Linked DNA regions of Sus scrofa: region 2 is linked to region 1. Evidence: chromatin contacts called from public Hi-C data. All regions are on one chromosome and are shown on one strand. The core of a region is the stretch at or near the end of the contact, and the rest is flanking DNA. Distances in the headings are between cores, read along the strand shown.

Region 1 (3,874 bases), core at 1,340-3,839:
CAAAGCTCGGTGGGCCCCATGGTCAGGCCTGGCTCCCTTGGACAGATACGAGCAGCGAGTACAGTTGGCACGGAAAATACAGAGACAGTGTGAGCTAAGGTTAAAAGGCAGGAGGATGGGTTGCTGCTGTGGTGCAGGTTCGATGCCTGTCCTGGGAAATTCTGCATGCCATGGCGTGATCAAAAAATAAATGAAAAACAGGCAGGAGGAAAACTGTGTGCAAACATACCTTATTTGTCACAAATTGACCCGATGTAAGACAGTGGCTTATACTGCACAGATTTATACTAAAGCCCAGATGGTCACGGTCAAGGCTTTCTGGAACATTCCGGAGAAATACTGAAGCCCTTGAAGTCTCCTTTTTTTTTTTTTTTTTTTTTTTTTGCAGAAGTCTGTCTCCCCTGGGTCCACTAAAGTGACAGGTGTGTACACTAAAAAAACAGTTCCTGTTGTGGCTCAGCAGGTTATAAACCCCAGTGAGTATCCACTGGGATGTGGGTTCAATCCCTGACCTTGCTCAGTGAGTTAAGGATCCGGCGTTGCATGAGCTGTGTTGTGAGCTGTGGTATAGGTCTCAGACGTGGCTCGGATCCCGAGTTGCTGTGACTGTGGTGTAGGCTGGCAGCTGCAGCTCCCATTAGACCCCTTGCCTGGGAACTACCATATGCCTCGGGGGTGGCCCTAAAAACAAACAAACAAACAAGCACAGTTCAAATTATTTAGAAAATTTATATGTACATCTATCTGCGAATAGATGGTAGAATGAAAATTCCTGACTTGGCAGGAAAACCGTGACACAATAAATAGCCAAGAATGAAAATCAGTCCTCTGTCTGGCTGCTTGAGAAATAGATCTCTTACTTTACAAAGAATGACGAAATTGACTTGTAGTTAAAGCTTTTTTCTTTTTGTGTTGATTTCAATATCATATAATCGCCTCAAGCTATGAGACCTTTTATCCTTGCCTGAACCAAGGAGAAAATATCTCCTTCCAGATTTCACTTCGACTAAGCAATTTCTTCTTGTGGATGTGCTTGTGTGTGTGCACGTGTGTACACACACACACACACACACAGAGGTTTTGTTTTTATTTTAATAATCCTGTAACATCCTCCCTAATTCTAGCCAGTGAATCTATATAACACTGTCCTTTTTATCCCTATAAATATAGTTGGTGCTTAAGAATATTCTCTGAATGGTGCAGTGAATGGATGAGAAGGATAAATGAATGAATGTTTAAAAAAAAAAGGATAAAGGATGAGAAGAAGGAAGAAAAGAGGGAGGAAAGGGAAAGGGAGAGACGGGAGGGAGGAAGGAAGGAAAGAAAAGAGGGAGGGAGAAAGAAAGAATCAGTGACACATGGGCTGATGAATTGGTCTGAGAAGGCCCCAGAGTAATTCCACCTCTCAGAGTAATCCCAGGCCGCGTCGCTGGGATTTCTCGTCCTCCTCACAAAATGCACTAACATGTGTGGGCACCTGTTTCCTAGAACTGCCTTGGCTTGGATCTGATTTCACTGTGGTCCACCAACAGCTGTCAAATGCTCATGGACCCCTCCGGCCACACCGGCCACCCCGCATTAGCAGCAGGTGAAAGGTCCCGTGGGCCTCGACTAACCTAAGATGCATGGCTGGCCTAATGTTTCCTTTTGCACACCCAGATCCCTCTTTGGGAAAAAAAATTAAAAAAAGGGTTCATAACTGTGTCCGCATGCACCATTTTCATGATGTGACTTCCTGCCCACGGCCTTCAGCAGAACTTCATGGGCAGAGGGGAGGCCTGCTAACTTCGAAATGTGGGTTCACGAAGAAATTGTCTGCATTTTAGGGAGCCCTGCTGAGCTGGCCTCCTTGACCTCAGTGTTTTATTATAAAAAATCGAAACAACAGCACAGTAATAACAGACCCCTTCTGCCCACTTAGTTTGGAATCAACAGAACAGAAAATGACGGGGACCCTGTGGTCACTGAGAGGGACCGTGTCTCCTGAAAAAACCGAATCCCTTGTGTTAACGCCAGGCTGTCAGCACTCAGCTCGCCTCTTAGATGCCTGATCCTTGTTCAAAACTTCATATAATCATCATAGAAACAATGACAAAGTGTCTTTTTTTTTTTTTTTTTTTTGTCTTTTTAGGATGACAGAAGGCCCTGGCAAAAGTTTGCTGGGGAGCCCTGACCAAGGGTCCCTTTGGCAAGACTCTTGCCTGCCAAGAGCCTAACGGAACACTTTACACACAGCATTTGTTCCCAAAGTGTGTTGGAGAACGAATCAGTGAATGAGTTGATATGGTGAAACACCATGGACTAGTGTGGGTTCCAGCCTGGCCAGGTAGGGTCTTTTGCTCCCACCATCCAAGACACAACTATTCAATTTGCTAGCTCACAATTATGGTAAACTGAAAGCTACCCCAGGGAAGTATAGGGCCGACCTCACCTGGACATGTCCAGGAGAACTGCACATACGCAGAAGCACCCAGAACTTCCTGCTCGGACAGGAAGTGACTCAGGAAAGGAGACAAACAAGTCTGCATGATGGGCCGGCCCTGCTCCACGCCCCTGCCCTTCTCGCCCAGCCCCAGGGTACCTTCTGAAGCCCTCTTGACCGTCACTCTTGGTCTCCTGAGTACACCGTAGCCCTCTTGACCCATGCGGCCTGGGGCATCGTGTGTATAAATATCAAAAGAAAACAGGAAATGGTTTTGTCCAGGCCGTTCAGTGGTTATTCTACTGCAAACAGGAAGCAATGCAATAGGGGTCTGGCCTGTATGAATCACTAGAATAGCAATTAAGAGTCAAGAGATGAACACATCTGATATTTATACCCTTGAGAAAGACCTAGAGTTAGTTTCTGACCAGTAATAATGTATGAGTCAACAATGGAAGAGCGTTGTGGACAGAAGGAGTGAAACATCACCATGTATTAACATGAAAGCAATTTTATATATTATCATATTTGGCACGTTTATCAGGCCATCATTATAAAACTATGTCCCGTTGTAGTCTCCAAAATTTAAGGGCACTGTTGTAAAATTAAGTCACAGAGGGGCTAACAAAATGGTCAAGTGTTTGGAAAACAAGATAAATGGTATAACTATGTTTGTCTTCATTTTATGAGTAAAAAAAAAAACTTGGGACTTTCGTTGGGGGAAAGAATGTTGTAGAATAATTATAAATCATTGTTTCATTATTCTTTGGGAAACAGAAATTGAAAAATGTACTTAGATTTCTGGTGCTTAGGTCATTCTTTGGACACCAGTTGTTAATGGCCAAGGTTCAAAGTTCTTGCATATTTAACCAGAATAGGTTTAAGAGTCCATGGACGTCTCTTTTTTTTGCAATTATTTCTCAGGGTGAGCACCAGGAAGTCTGGAAGCTCGGTATTGTTTCTGCTGCGACCTCCGACGTCAGGAGACTTCAGTATCGGGCTCACTGAGCGAGATTACAGTATGCTCATGTTTATGATATCTGTCTTCTCCCTCTTTCTCACAGTCATTCAATAACGCTTCACCAAGCCAGGCTCTGGGAGGGTGTCCACGTAGACGAAGCAGTCCCACCAGGAATGTCACTGGGATACACAGCCCTGAGTGGCCCCCTGGAAGAGCCCAGACTAGCCCTCTAGGTCTGTCTAGTCTTTCTAGCGGAGTGGTCTTGGGCAAGACACCACTTTTCACTGAGCTTTGGTTTCTCCCAGTGCAAGATCAGTATAGTCGACTTCTCGGCAATAAAGACAGAAAGCAGTCATCCATGGGTCTGCTCTCTAGTCAACAAATCCCTGTTCCACTGTAAGGGACCCTACAAGGCAAGGTGATGAGTCAGCGGGGGGGGGGGGTAAAGAGAACGGGGGAGGACCTTGGGAACGACCTCCCCCAAGGAGAGG
Region 2 (3,779 bases), core at 436-2,935, 150 kb before region 1:
GTCTGCAACCTACACCACAGCTCACAGCAATGCTGGATCCTTAACCCATTGAGCAAGACCAGGGATTGAACCCACATCCTCATGGACACTAGTCTGGTTCGTTAATCGCTGAGCCACGATGGGAACTCCTATACCTATAATTTAATGTGAGGTCTGCTTCAACCCCCAACCATGGAGAGATGAATTTACATGTATCAGAAAATGAGCATCATGCATTTGTTAAATAGACAATACTGAAAAATGCCCAATGGCATTGAATAATGTTTTGAAACAAAAACCAGGATTAAAACAGTGAATTCCCTCAAACCAGGATGCTGAGGACCTATGAAGGGGAGGCCAGAGTCTCATGGCAGAGCGGATCTGTGCTTAAGTCATGCTAAAAGCTTCCTATTAAAAAAGCAGTGTGATGGGGGATGATGGCATGGCCCTAAAAAAACTAAACAACAACAAAAAATTATAGGTATATAGTCCCATCAAAATACATATATCCTGATTTTAGCAGATGTCACTGCAAGAATTCCCTTTACAGAAATTCCCATTTCTTCCTCTCACCATCGCAAGTATGTGTATACACACACACACACACACGCACTTTGCTGTACAGGAGAAATTGGCACAATATTGTAAATCAACTATAATAAAAAATAGACAAAACCCAGTGAATTCACACTATAAAAACATGCTTTATAAAAATATTACTAGTTATCCCTGCTTGATGGGATTATAGATGATTTTTAGTTTTTATTTCTTTTTAAAAAATAAACATGCTGCATTTGGTACTTTAAAAATAGTTTCAAGAACACCAACTAAGAGGTAAGGGTTTCCTATCTGTCAAAATAGCTGGTTTTCACCTGTGATGCAGTAGGGTCGCTCTCCTGGGGCCACGGGGTGGCTTTGGGCCGCCTCCTTATGGCTGCAGCATCCCCTGGGATCAAGTTGATAAGGGAACCTCACCTGGCAGTGCGCCCTCACCTGGGGACTGGGCCCCGCCCCGCCTATAGGCCCCGCCGTCACCTAGCCCGCCCCCCCAGGCCAGCGACTCTGGCAGAGCTGCGAGTGCCCACCGATTTGACATCTTCCAGGAATGGAACTAAAATTGGTGCAGACCAAGAAGCATGCCTGCGTGCCTGCGCTGACAGCCGTCACCAGGGCCCTCCTGGCAGGGGCTGGACCAGGCTTCCTGTGACCTCCCCTGGAGCCTGCCGGGGTGCGCCTTCAGCCACGCCGGTGGTGTCTGCTCCTCCTGCCTGCCCAGTCCCCAGCAGACCCTCCCTCTACAGCCCACCCAGCCCAGAAGGCACGCAGGTTCTCCCTGGTTCCAGTCCAGCTCAACACAGATGCCTCTGACCTCCCTGCCGGTGCGGTTAATTAAGAGGTGTCTGCGGAGCCATGAGACCCAGGCCTAAGCCGCCTCAGGAATGCAGCCCCACCGACTAAATTCCTCTCCGGTCACGTGACACGGCGAGGTTCTATAAACAAAGACCCTAATCTGTTAACGACTCTTTGGGGTTCTAATATGATCTCCTTGCCAGTTATCTAGGTTCTTAGAAAATAAATTATTTCATCTCTTAAGGTTCTGGGCCCTTTCTTTTCTGGCCGTAGGGGAAACTTGGCAAGGCAAGCCTTGGCTGACCACCCTCATGTCATCCCAGGCCACTGCAGCCAGCCTCCTGCACCCTGACTCATAGAGTAAAAATCCGTTTCTCGGTATGATTTTGCTGCTTCCTAAGATGACCTAGCATGGCTTAGTCGGAGACTGGCCTTCCTTTGACCAGTCTTTTGATCTCTCTGTAGTCCATGAACCTTACATATTCCAGCTGCTGTCATTACTTCTGAAAAAGGAAAATCAGGTAGTTAGAAGATCACCTCCATAAATAACTGTGAGACTCCAGCTATCTGGATTTATTTTTCTTTGTATTTCTTCTTTTCTTTTTTGTGCAGCATTTGGAGCTCCCAGGCCAGGGATCAGATCCAAGCCGCAGTTGTGACTTATGCTCCAGCTGCACAACGCAGGGTCCTTAATCCACTGCCCCGGTCTGGGGATTGAACCTGAGTCCCAGTGCTCCAGAGACACCGCAGATCCCATTGCACCCCAGTGGGAACTCCTCCCTGGGTTTATTCTTCAACATTACTTAATATTGTTGGGCGCCTGTCTTCTGGCTAAGACTGGGGTGAGACATCAATTAAATTCCTATTTTAGGGGCTAGAGATAGATTTTTAAGAACATTTCTCAGCTGATTATATATACTCACTACTAGAACGACAATAATTTACAGACACACAGTCTGGCAAGCTCACGGGGTCGGGACAGTGAGTCACAGCACTGAGCTATGATGCCCCCACCACTCCCTCCATATGCAGCCTGTCCATAGGCCCGGCCATCGTCTGGGTGTCGCTCTGGCCTGTGCTCCTCTACTCTTCTTATCCCCACGTTCCCTTCTGAGTTTTCCAATCGCCTGTCACCTCCAGGCTGCATCCTGCCCTTTCAGGAGGGGTGACTGGTCCCTGGGCATCTTCAAGGGAAAGCATCTGGACGTCAACCCATGCTCTAGCTCCTTGGCATCGTCACGTGAACAAGGGCATCTTTGCTAACGATAATTTGCATTATCCTCGCAACATCTCTACTTTACTCCCTGGTACGGAAGATTTTAACAGTGAAAGAAACAAAACAGTGCTTGGGAAGAAAATGCGATTCTTCCTCTTAATGTTCCCAGGGAGAGGGAGTGTGTCTTCCTTTCTCCTCTGTGCACCTGACTGTTCTAGTTAATTCCGGGGAACAAAGGCTCAGGTGTATACATTTACGTGAATAGTGATGTAGGCTCTATGGCTATACAGACACTTAGAGGATTGCATTCAGTAGAAATACAATGTCAGCCACACATGGAATTTTATGTTTTCTAGTAGCCATAGGGAAAAAAAAACAAAAAAACAAAACAGGCACAGCAGGTTGAGGACCTGACATTGTCTCTGTAAGGATGCAGGTTCGATTCCTGGCCTCGCTCAGTGGGTTAAGGATTGGCCGTTGCCATCAGCTGTGGGGCATAGGTCACAGATGCAACTTGGATCCAGTGGTGCTGTGGCTGTAGTGTAGGCTCCAGCTGCAGCTCAGATTTCAGCCCTGGCTGGGAAATTTCCATATGCTGTAGTTGTGGCTGTGAAAAGGTAAAAAAGGAAAAAATATACATTACTGTATATAAAATAGATAACCAGTAAGGACCTGCAGTATAGCACAGGGTGCTCTAATCAATATTTTGTAATAACCTATATGGGAAAAGAATCTGAAAAAGAACGGATATAAGTGTATGTATAACTGATTCACTTTGCTGTACACCTAAAACTAACACAACACTGTAAATCAATTACATTCCAATAAAATTTAAAAAAATTAAAAATAGGAGTTCCCACCATGGCTCAGTGGTTAATAAATCTGACTAGCATCCATGAGGATGCAGATTCAACCCTGACCTTGCGCAGTGGGTTAAAGATCCAGTGTTGCCATGAACTGTGGTGTAGGTCACAGACACAGCTCGGATCCTGTGTTGCTGTGGCTGTAGGTAGGCCAGCAGCTATAGCTCTGATTCGACCCCTAGCCTGGGAACATCCATATGCCGTGGGTGCAGCCCTAAAAAGCAAAAAAATAAACATACACAAACAAATAAATAAAAATAGGAGTTCTTGTCGTGGCTCAGGGGAAACGAATCTGACCAGTATCCATGAGGATGCAGGTTCAATCCTTGACCTGGCTCAGTGGGTTGAGTATCCTGCATTGCTGTGGCTGT

Evidence for each region. A called contact is a pair of places that touch in the nucleus more often than the background predicts.
Region 2: a Hi-C map of embryonic fibroblasts shows a contact between it and region 1, with 1.6 times the contacts expected there. The contact joins two enhancer-like sites. A contact is called at or near these places in 4 of 47 Hi-C or Micro-C datasets (embryonic fibroblasts, liver, mesenchymal stem cells and 1 more).

The regions. Positions count from the first base shown.
Region 1 is chr15:136,650,341-136,654,214 of Sscrofa11.1, reverse strand. No RefSeq gene overlaps it. Among named protein-coding and RNA genes, the nearest start is that of COPS8, 180 kb to the left of the region's middle. Within about 2 kb of position 2,589, at least 12 of the 83 cell types and tissues checked have an H3K27ac peak or open chromatin away from gene starts, as enhancers often do. A contact at or near this core is called in embryonic fibroblasts, where this site is marked.
Region 2 is chr15:136,802,892-136,806,670 of Sscrofa11.1, reverse strand. No RefSeq gene overlaps it. Among named protein-coding and RNA genes, the nearest start is that of COPS8, 23 kb to the left of the region's middle. Within about 2 kb of position 1,685, at least 11 of the 83 cell types and tissues checked have an H3K27ac peak or open chromatin away from gene starts, as enhancers often do. A contact at or near this core is called in embryonic fibroblasts, where this site is marked.